Regions from separate parts of the Rattus norvegicus genome. Here region 1 is linked to region 2. A link is a contact called in public Hi-C data. All regions are on one chromosome and are shown on one strand. Each heading gives the region's core, a stretch centred on a gene start, on an enhancer-like site or on the middle of the called end of the contact. The rest is flanking DNA. Distances are from core to core; before and after follow the strand shown. Region 1 holds the start of Ndufs4 (NADH:ubiquinone oxidoreductase subunit S4). Region 2 has its middle 58 kb from the start of Trnat-agu8.

What was found. Hi-C and Micro-C count contacts between places; a contact is called where the count stands out from the background.
Region 1: a contact with region 2 is called in a Hi-C map of liver, with 1.9 times the contacts expected there. The contact joins the promoter of Ndufs4 here to the enhancer-like site in region 2. A contact is called at or near these places in 2 of 12 Hi-C or Micro-C datasets (both in liver).

The regions. Positions count from the first base shown.
Region 1 is chr2:47,793,321-47,799,380 of GRCr8, forward strand. It overlaps Ndufs4 (NADH:ubiquinone oxidoreductase subunit S4), which reads right to left and starts at 1,594. Exons shown (of 5, transcript NM_001025146.1): 1 at 1,490-1,594. The coding sequence starts at 1,587.
Region 2 is chr2:47,669,770-47,675,247 of GRCr8, forward strand. No RefSeq gene overlaps it. Among named protein-coding and RNA genes, the nearest start is that of Trnat-agu8, 58 kb to the right of the region's middle. Within about 2 kb of position 2,607, at least 5 of the 93 cell types and tissues checked have an H3K27ac peak or open chromatin away from gene starts, as enhancers often do. A contact at or near this core is called in liver, where this site is marked.

The sequences.
Region 1 (6,060 bases), core at 344-2,843, 120 kb after region 2:
GATTAGAGTTTATGTGCCCAAGGAAGGTTTTATTAGGTGCTAGAGACTGAACCCAGCAGTACTTCATGAATGCTAGGCCTCTCTGTACCAAGTCAACTACATCCCCAGTCTCTGAAAACTTTTACAAATCTCCTGACTTTATCCAGGGCAACCTTTCTTTCCCACCAAACAACCACTACTTAAAACTGCAACAAAATTTGCCTCCAAAAGTTCTAACCAGCTCATTTTAACTCTCTATTCCCTCTATATTGAGCTTAACGCTAAATCAACAAACACTTTGATAGATCCTGTTTTCCTTTATATTTTTAAAAGCTATTTAATGGTTTTGCTTTGTTTGAGACAGGGTCTCTTTAAATAGCCCTGGTTGTCCTGGAACTCACAGAGATCCAACTGCCTCTGGCTCTGCTCTCCAGAGCTAGTGTGTCTGACTTTTCCTTTTTTTTTTTTTTTTTTTTTTCTTATTTAAGTACCATATTCTTCCCACCCCTTACAGTCTTCTATCTTCACTGTAAACATTTAATGTAATCTCCACATCATGCAGCTGTCAATATAAGGCCACTGCGAAACAAGTGATAAAACACAGTACCTCATAGATTAAAATGCTTATGCGTAAACATGTACTAATAAAAAGTTCAGGAAAAGAGAACTATGTAAAATAATGTAATGCCGCGGGAGACGGCGGGGGCGGGGGGAGGACAGTCACCACAAAAATAACTCAAGATAACAATTAACAATGCTTTCACTAGGGTTAGTTAAAAAAAAAAAAAAAAAAAAAAAGTACATGAGAAACCTTCCAGCACTATTTAGAACTATCTTTCTGGCGGGCAGATCTGAGTTCCAGGCCACTTAGGGCTACATAGTGTGATTCTGTCTCAAACAAACGAAATAAATAGATAAAAATAAAAGCCACCTTATTGCCTGAGGGCGTAGCTCGGTGGTGGAGCTCAAGCCTCGGACGCACAGTCAGGGGTTCCATTCCTACTACACATAGAAAACAGGTACGCTATAACCTTCCGATGAATATTACTATAAACCCTGAAGTCCTAAGAAGTTTTCCTCTTATGCAAAATAATGAATACAACATCCTTTCTGTTCAGAAGCTCAGTCGACAGTAACTAATGCCAGGGAAAGGAAAGCAGGGATTTACCCTTTCAGGCTGGAATGGGGCAAACAGGTGACAAACGGAAGGGATGCAAGGACATTGGGAGAGAAGTCGCCCAGACTCCTCCCCTTCTCAGGAGCCACAGTCCGGTTCACAGCTCCTCCGCATAGACCCTCACCCGCAGCTGCAGACCCAGGGCTCCCGAGAACCCGAGGCTCCATAGGCGCCTTGCGGGAGACCAGAGTCCGTCCCCGCATCCCGAGGAAGGGTCAGAGGAGGACGCGTTCCCAAGACCGCCTCCAGGGCCCAGCAGGCCCGGCCCCCGCCAAAGTGGAGCGACCTGGGAATCCTGAATGAATAGCTCGACTAGGCTGACAATTATGTTACCTGGATGGAACTCTGCAGACGGAAACCGCAGCTGTAGCTACTGCCCTTTGCCTCAACAACGCCTGTCTCAGCGACACTGACATTGAGACCGCCGCCATCTTCCTGTGGGCAAACGCCAGGATGGGAGTACGGATCCCCGCTAGGGACTCACTTCCTTCGTTCTCAAAGCAGTGCGGCCGCAAAAACACAAATCATGTTGTGTTTGTTTTCTTTTTGATATTGAGAGTCTAGAAAAGAGATAAAAGATCTAGTTAAAGGAAATAAGGAGGAAAATGGATGAAAAAAATTTAGTGAATGGAGAAGTAATACTTGTTAGTAAGGTTGGTCATTTACACTGAGGCTGAGAAGCCCCAAAGAAAACACTTCAAAAATATAAACACCTGTAACTCATAATTTTTCAAAGAACTCAGAATATCTGAGACTGAGCCCACTGGAAGAGCCGGAGGGCTCCTTGAGTCTTTGAGAAACTAAAGTAGTACTTTCCCAAAGTGTTGCCAGATTCCGTTTGCAAGCCTTCATAACAGGCTGCACTCAGTTTGATGGTCTGTAGTTATAATAATCATATTTTCCACACTAAAAATCTGGCCTCGCCAAAGATAAAAAAAAAATAGGAAGAAAGAACATATGGATTTACATGAAATCTGGTGGGGGCTGGGGATGTAGCTCAGTAGGTAGAGCGCTTGCCTGGCAAGCAGGTAGCCAAAGGCATTGGTGATCTGTTCTTGTAAGCCTTTGATTTCTGGTAAGACTTGGATTTAAGGCTGAGGGTAGAGGATAGAAGACTGTCTCTGGAACTACCTAGCAAACACCTCGCCCCCATCCCCCACCCGGAAAAGGGGCGGAGCCATTTCGATTACTCTTCCTAACTCCATCATCCCTTTCATATGTTACCCATCCCATTCTAATGACTATTAAAAGAAACAATAACCAAAGATTATAAACTATAACCAGGTTTAACTGCCAAGAGTCTTATCTATTCTTACCTGGCTCTTCCGTACTTCAACAACAAACCTTTTCTTTTTCTTTCTTCCAAGTCTGGGGCTTCGAATCCAGGGCAAGTGTGCAATTGATCACTAAACTACATTCCTAGCCTCTTTGTTTCTTGTTAAGAGACAGGATCTCTCGATGTTATCCAGGCTAAACTGCAACTTACAATCCTCCTCCTTCAGCCTCCAGAGTATTAACATAGCTTCTCATCCACTAATGTTTTCAACGTCGTTTCTCAAATGATAACCCAACATTAATGAGAGAATATTAGTTTTGCAAGAACTTATTTAACAGATCGCCTAAAAAATGATTTTATATTGATATAGTATTGATCTAGGTATTTATAATACCTGTGATGATTCTTTTTAAGTTTGTTCATTTATATGTGTGTCTTAGTTAGGTTTTACTGTGAACTGACACCATGACCTAGGCAACTCTTATAAGGACAACATTTAATTGGGTCTGACTTATAGGTTCAGAGAATCAGTCCAGTATCATCAAGGCTATCATCAAGGCAGGAGCATGACAATGTCCAGGCAAGCATGGCAGGTAGGGCTGAAAGTTCTACATCTTCATCTGAAGACTACTAGCAGAATATTGGCTTCCAGGCAACTAGGATCAAGGTGTTAAGTCCACTCCCACAGTGACACACCTACTACTCCAATAAGGCCACCTCTTAATAGTGCCACCCCCTGGGCCAAGCATATACAAACTGTCCCAGTGTGTATGCATGCAAATGTGTGCCATGTCCTATGTGGAGGTTGGAGAACAACTTCAGCAGTCAGTTTTCTCATTCCAACTAATGTCATAGGCTTGGTGGCAAGCACTTTACCACTGAACTGTCTACCCAAGTCATAGGGTGGTTCTTAGTTCCTCTTTTTGCCTCAACCTTTCAAATATATTCAGAATTTGACTATGTTCTCTGCCTCTCCTAGTAGTACTCTGATCCAAACCACAGTCCCCTTTGGTAGGGATGTTTGCATTTGCCCAATGTGCTTTAGCCCAGCAATCGGAGCTATTGGGTCAGAAGTCACACATTCCCTTCTTTTCTATTAAACACCCCAAGGTGTGCTCATCAGCAGAAAACCCAGACACTGACTGTATTATGATATTTTAAGGCCAATGTAGGGGTGAAGATGTAGCTCAATGGGATGACATATGTTTATCATGTAGATGCACCTGGTTTCAGTCCCAATGCTGGAGGGAAAAAGACTCCTGACTTCTCTTCTTACTCTGTTCTCCTTCGGTTGTTATACTCTAAACCCAATAGGTATTTCCAGAATGTACCAGGCACACTTGTCTGAAAGACTTTACCTTAGATATTTTCCAGGCCCAGGATGCTTTTCTAGCATCTGGAATACTCTTCTCCCATTGATCTCCTCTTTCTCTTGCCCCTGCTCTCTGTCTCTGTCCTTCACCCTACAGTTTTGCTCACATGTCACGTTCATTGACAGGCTCTTTCTAACCTCTAATTTCACTCCCACCCTAGACATCTCTATAAGAATTTCCAGACTGCTTTTTTCTTTTCTTAGCATTTTGTAGGTTTTAGTCCTTTGTGAACATTCTATGATATGACTTGTGAAGCAAGAGCAAAAATCCTTCAAGAAATAGGATTTATTTCATTTTTTATGATTCATTTATTTTTATTTACATTCATTGATGTTTTGCCTGCATGTATGCCCATGCAGGTGTTGGATCCCTTGGAAATGGTCTCAGACATTTGGGAGCTGCCACGTGGGTGCCCAAGATTGAAAGAGCAGCTTGAATTCTCAACTGCTAAGCCATTTCTCCAGCCCCTAAGATCAACTTTCTAGTGGCTTTTCTTACCTCTGGGAACAATTTATTTTTTAAATTCTGCAATAAATAATGATCAAATAAACATTTTTTATCTTACTTACAATAATTACCAAGCTATATAATTTTATTCTCACTATACCTAAATGTAGACCGTGGTCCATACTGGATTATCAAATCCTGACTGCCAATTTATATAACACTGATTTACGAATCTTTCCAATGGATTATCATTGCTTTGCGGGGGGGCAAAGAGAAAATACCTGATCAGCTCAAAACGGGCTATTTCCTGTCTTCTTCTCCAGCCCCTTCCACTATGCTCACCAGAAGTTTTTCTGTCTAGTGCCCCAGTCTCCCATGGGCTGTTGCTGCCTGGAGGGCTCTTTCTTCCCAATTCCCTAATTACTCCCTGGGCCTCCAGATCCTATCTATTACTTCGTATCATTGTATAAGGTAGCAGCTACAACTCTACTCATCCTACATCCCTCTTCCTTGTTGATGGAACCTAACACAAAATGAGACCATAACAGCTATATGCTTGCTTTCCCTGAAGAGATCTTGCAGTAGCACATTACTATGTCCAGAGGGATCTGGAAATCCCTTATTAGAAAGGCTTCCTGAGAGCTGGAAAGAACCCAGCTGCCCTTCAACAGAGGAATGGATACAGAAAATGTGGTACATCTACACAATGGAATATTACTCAGCTATCAAAAACAATGACTTTATGAAATTCGTAGGCAAATGGAGGGAACTGGATAATATCATCCTGAGTGAGGTAACCCAATCACAGAAAAACACACATGGTATGTACTCATTGATAAGTGGATATTAGCCCAAATGCTTGAATTACCCTAGATGCACAGAACACATGAAACTCAAGAAGGATGACCAAAATGCGAATGCTTCACTCCTTCTCTAAAAGGGGAACAAGAATACCCTTGGCAGGGAATAGGGAGGCAAAGATTAAAACAGAGGCTGAAGGAACACCCATTCAGAGCCTGCCCCACATGTGACCCATACATATACAGCCACCCAATTAGACAAGATGGATGAAGCAAAGAAGTGCAGGCCGACAGGAACCAGATGTAGATCTCTCCTGAGAGACACAGCCAGAATAGAGCAAGTACAGAGGCGAATGCCAGCAGCAAACCACTGAACTGAGAACAGGACCCCCGTTGAAGGAATCAGAGAAAGAACTGGAAGAACTTGAAGGGGCTCAAGACCCCATATGAAGAACAGTGCCAAGCAACCAGAGCCTCCAGGGACTAAGCCACTACCCAAAGTCTATACATGGACTGACCCTGGGCTCCAACCTCATAGGTAGCAATGAATAGCCTAGTAAGAGCACCAGTGGAAGGGGAAGCCCTTGGTCCTGCCAAGACTGAACCCCCAGTGAACGTGATTGTTGGGGGGAGGGTGGCAATGGGGGGAGGATGGGAAGGGGAACAGCCATAGAGAAGGAGATGGGGAGGGGTTAGGGGGATGTTGGCCCAGAAAGCAGGAAGGGGAATAAAAATCGAAATGTAAATAAGAAATACTCAGGTTAATAAAAAAATAAAAATAAAAAATAAAAAAATAAAAAAAAGAAAGGCTTCCTGAGGCAGGGAAGAAGGAGGCACAAGGGTGATGGAGGAAGAGGAGGAGCTGGAGGAGGAGGAGCAGTAGCAGCAGAAGAAGGTGGAGAAGGCAGAGGAGGAGGAAGAGCAGAAGAAGGTAGAGGAGGAGGAAGAGATGAGGGAGAAGAGTTGGTGGAGAAGAAGAAGAAATAACAATTCCCCTTATTCATCTTT
Region 2 (5,478 bases), core at 1,357-3,856:
CTCTTCCTGCTGACTTGAACAGTCTGGTTGCTTTAGTTAGCTCTGTTTGGCTTATGGTCAAGACTATAGTTTTCTGGTGGGCTCCTCTATTTATTGCTGGAAATTATTACTGTTTTGCTGTCCACTCCCATCAGTCTGCTTTCATTTGCATGCTGTGGCCCTGGCTGCATGTCTGCTCACAACTTTGAACAGTTTTTGTTGTTGCTTTGTTTGTTTTTAATTTTTGAAACAGGGTGTCACTGCATAGCCCTGGCTGACCTTGAACTCATGGAGATCTCCCTGCCTCTGCCTCCTAACTGCTGAGATTAAAGGCTTGCTCCACATGCATGTTACATAATTTTTTGATGAATTGAAGCCTAGATTATTATATTTTTGCTACCTTCGTCTCTGTGATAGGTTTTGTAGCTGGTGTTTATTTTTTATTTTTTTATTATTATTTTTTTTAATTTTCTGAGACAAGCCATAGGGATGACAGTACACTGGATTAACCATGTGATTCCAGGATTATTAGGGGTTAAGATGGTTCTTCGTGTCTCCCCTTTAGCCAGGGGGAAAGCTAAGACTTGAACAACAGTGGAGAAGGATAGGGCCCTTAGTGGGCAGAAGGCCAACCATTTTATCCCACCACAAACTTTGAAATAAAATCTTCAGACTAGAAGATCAGATTTGAACCTCTTCTCCTCTCTTTTCTCATTTCTCTCTTATCCCTTTTACCTTTCTCCTCAACTCTCTCATATAATCTAGGCTGCCTTGTGATCCTCCTGTCTCAGCCTTCTGAATGCTGGTTTTAAAGGCTTGCTGAGGTATGCCTGAGACATTTTTGACAGTCGATTTTACCTAAGCAAAGAGACTTTACTTATTTTGGGGTACTATATCACCCAATATTTTTCTTTTATCCTTTTGATATGAACAGAAGGAAACGTCGATGAGTGTTTTAGGGTCAGGGGGACCCTAAAATACAGCAGTTCAGCAGTTGTCCTTGATGCCTCTGGTCCTGTTAGCAGATCTCTGTTGGTCAGAGGGCAGGACTGGCAAGCAGCATTTAAGGGCACTCTTCTGTCCTGGTTTCTCCTTCTCATCTTTCTTTCTCTTTACATGACAATTCAATGAGCACATCAGCCTTGGAGACATGTGTGATCAGATGCCTCACACACATTTCCCGCCCTGGAAGGTGTGCCGAAATACCAGCCAAGTCACCGGGATGAGTGAACACTTGGGGGTTGGATCAACCTGAGGGACCACTTCCTTTCCCGTGGTTCTACCCAGAAAGGCCTCATTAACCTCTAGAAAAGACCCTGAGTGGCAGCCCCTTGAGAGCTTTGCTTGTTTGCTTTTAAACTATTGTCCACAATAAAAGTCTTTTCTGAAACTTATTCAAGTTCTGGAAATGGAAGACTAAGAAACTACTAGTTCTCAGTGGCTATGGTGGCTGTTGATTGTCCCAGACCCTAGCCCCTGAATTATGTTCACTGAAGTCAATCAAGGCTCCACCATAGCCAGTGGCCCTCCCTCACACTCCTCCGTGCTCCCTCACGCTCCTCCATACTCCCCCACATCCTCCTACACATCTCACTTGTACTTTGTGTTTTTAATGCCCAAGTTTGGGGCTTTTGTGTGTCTGGTTTCCTTTTTTTTTTTTAACCACCACATCTTTTAATGCTTCCAGCACTCTGCCTTCTGATGAAACAATTTTAGCCAAGGACATTTAAGGGCACTGTAGATAGGGAAGCATTTGCCATTCATGGTTCTCTGACTCTTGTGTAGTCTTCGACTCTTCATTTCTTTGTGTTGATTTGATTTTTTCTTTTTGTAATGACAGGTTTTTATTCCTTTTGATGGTGTGTCTAAAATACTGTATCTATGGTTATTTTTGATAACTTTTGCTAGATAGCTAGAGACCAGCAGATTTTTGAAGGCCAGTGATGATGGATTCCTTCCTTGTAATCCCCCAGCTTGTAGACACTTGAGCAGAAGCAAGAGGAGTCCACTTGTTCCTGGACTTGGTGCTCCTATATTACCTGTCACCACTCCCAAGGCAAATTAGAAGACAGAGATTAGATGAGGAGAGAGCTTTGAGTTGGGAAAATGGGACAAAAGCTGTCTTAAAGCAAGGTGTTTCCCATTTCCCAAAAGGGAAAGATCTCAGGATTTTCTTGGGGAGATGGGTGGAAGATGTCAGATACGCTATGGTCCTTCAGATCTGACCTCTAGAGGCTTGCTCTGTCTTTGACTTGAAAATGAACTCAGGCCCATTAAGACTCTTTCATTTGGGGGCTGAAAAGTAGCAGGCAAAAGCACTGGGAGCCGTCCCAGCAGCAGTTCAAATGCCCTCGTGAAAGGGGACGAATGCAGTACAGCAGCTCTCAAAACGTGAAGGTCTCCGCGACAGCACAGCTACAGGTAAGAGAAGAAGCAAGAAGGTAGAAGTCGCCGGGGCCAAGGGACCGCATCGCCGGAGGAGCAGAGGGATGGCTCTTTCTCCCAGGCTTTTGTTTTCCTTTTAGATTCATTTTGGGTTTTGCTGCAATTTGTTCTAATCTGCTAGTCTGTTACATGTTACTCATCCAAAGGAGGAAATCTGAGTCACGTCCCTGGCCCTGGGTAGAGACTCGGACTTCTGAGCTGGCTGGAAGGTCAAAAGTTTACTATCTAACCGGAGGCCTCACACACTGTAACTTCTCCTTTAAGAGCCAACCCACACCGGACTGTCAGTCACCTAGACATAAACCGTCCCTCAGGAGCGATGTCTGTTCCAAGATTTAGAAACAATACAAAGCCTACCTAAACACGTAGCTCCCTTTGGCCGTCGCCCACTCAGTCCACTATATCTTGTAATAAACCCTGCTTAGCTTCTGCTCTGGGCTGCATGTGTCTCATCTGAATTCTTTCAAGGGGGAGCACCAGGAAGGGAGGTGAAGGGGAGGCTGGAGCAATGTCCTGGTGAGGGTTAGAACATTCTGAATTTGTGTGGATGCCGGCTTTTGCCGGATGCCGAGTTTTGTCTTTGTGTGTTTTATGTCGATAATTAACTATCTGTTGCTTCAACTGCCTGCTATGTGGCAGATCTTAGGATGGAATCTCTTTCTGTTACTCAGTTGGGGAAAGCCTTCTCTGTCACCCATATCGGGATTCAGGGCTAACTTTGCTGTGATGGATTTTTGGTTGGCCGACTTGTACCCCCCCCCCCTTTTTTTTTTTTTTTTTTTTTGATTTGTCTGTATCAGTTAACCTTCCTGCACTAAATGTTTCTGCTTAGAAATCTGCTTGTAGTCATATGGGGATTTCCCTTACAAGCAGTGAGTCTTTTTTTTTTTTTTTTTTTTTTTTTGGCTGTTTTCAAGAGCCTTTGTCATTGATTTCTGACAATATGTTTATCCTGTGTCTCCATGAAAACCTTATTTCAGTTTGCTTAGAGTATTCTGGGCTTTGCATATACTCATTCCCCCCATGGACTTTGGTTATTTCTTCTCTAGACTACATTTCTACCTTTCTTTCTTTTCCAATCCTCTCTGAACATGCCTGTGGCCTATAGCTTTCTCTTTTGGGGCTCTTACTCTCAGTAATAAAGTCATTTCACAATGAACCCGAAAGGAAGGTCAAAGACAAGTTTATTAGCGTGCGAGAGAAAAACCACAGGGCAGGGAAGCTGCAGACTTCACAGTTGACAGAAGGGAAAATGGAGACGAGAGAAAACCAGGCAGTTTGCAATGGAGGTCTGTAGATAACCACGTGACAAAAGATCTTCAAAGAAACGGGGAAGCCCAGAGGGCCAAGGAAAGCATGTTCTGCTTTGGGTCAGTATCTGAGGAACAAATAGGGCAGAGTTATGCTCTTTTGAGTCCTAACTCAGAGGTCAGATTAGCATGGTGGCATGCTCTGCAAGTGTCCCCAGCAATTGGAGCTGAGAAATTGTTTCTGGGAAGGAAAGATACATTGTCTCATTCAGGGAATGATAATCCCTTCCACCCCCTTTGGCCAGCCTGAAATGCTAAGTTTCCACCTTGAACAAGAGGTAGAATTTAGAACAAAGCCCAGATGCCTTCACCTTATCTTAGAATTCCATTGGATGAGAAGGCTGGTCCTCACATCTCTAACGTCCCCAGGGAATGAAAAGCAGCATCCAGAGCTTCTGCTGCCCCAGTTTCTTTTCTTCTTCCTTTTGTGCGAGTCTGCTGTTTGCTCCCTGAATTTTTATTTCGGTCATTACATTTTTCACTTCCAGAGTTTTGGCTGGTTTTTTTCTAGCCTCTTCTCTTTGCTTGTTTTCTTCATGTATAATTAATTTCCCATCTAGCCCTCTCCTGATGTTTGCTTGCTAACTGGGCTACCTTAGATTATTATACTGAGTTCTCCGTAGCAGGTAGCTGGTGGAAGTGGTGGCCACACCAAAGCTTCACTTTTCTTACTGCTGCTGTCGTCTTAGTGGCTCTGTGTTCTTTAAGACGTGCATTGCTGTCTCTCTATTTGCAGACAGAGGCATCGCCTTGTGTGCTGACTGCCTTACTGTTCCGCCCATGAAGGGATTCTAAGGGTCTCTTAGACCTTTTATATAAATGTGCCCACTTCAGTTTTCTGGAGGAAACCAGGGCAGTGTGCCTTCTCCCGATCTGCCCAATTGAGGTTCGGGTGCCTGTTTATTTACCAGAGAAGGATAGCCTGGGGCATTTAAAGTTGTGCATCATTCTCAACTCCACAGAGTTAATATGGCTCTGGTACCCATGTCCAGCACACACAGACAGCGGGAAAGGAATGGAAGCTCAGTGGTTACTTGGATAGTTGGAAGCGCTCTGGGGGTGAGGATTGCTAGGGAGGGCTCTTAGTGAGGTCTGTAAGCCTGCTGGTGATCACCATTTTTAATTCTAACATGGATGGTAGCTGTACTTTTCCCCTATTGGCTGGGGTCTGACTTCACAGTCTTCTGTTTAGTTTAAGAAGAATTGGCACAAAGGGTATGAAGGAACGGGGAGATGAAGACAGCTGCCGGGAGCCGTCACGTTCCCAGAATGGCGGGGGTCTGTTCATAAGCAGTTTTACCAGGTGGGGGGGATTTATGAATATTGGCTCTTGGCAGGGGAACTCCCTTTGATGGAAAAAAGAAACCCTTTCTTACACGGGTGTGATCAAAGTGGGTCTCTTAGGCGGTGTTCTATAAAGTTACACGCCTCTGGTCCTCCCAACCTGCCCTCGCTCCTCATGGCGTAGAGCCTGTGGTCCAGACCTGGAACAGGTGGGACGGGTGATGGCGGCGGTGTTGGAGCAGGCAGCCCTGATGTAAGTTACAGATCCCTATTTTTAAAAATGTTGACAGGTTTTCCTGAAAAGCATCTTGATTCTTTCGTATGCTCTCTGAATCAACTTCTAGAAACTTCTTTTCCTATTTAACTAGCTGCATTAGCATTTTCTCAAGAGATGACCTGTCAAGTTTTTGATGCTGATATTCTGTAATTTCTCACTGCCTAGTCAAATCTTATCCATCAT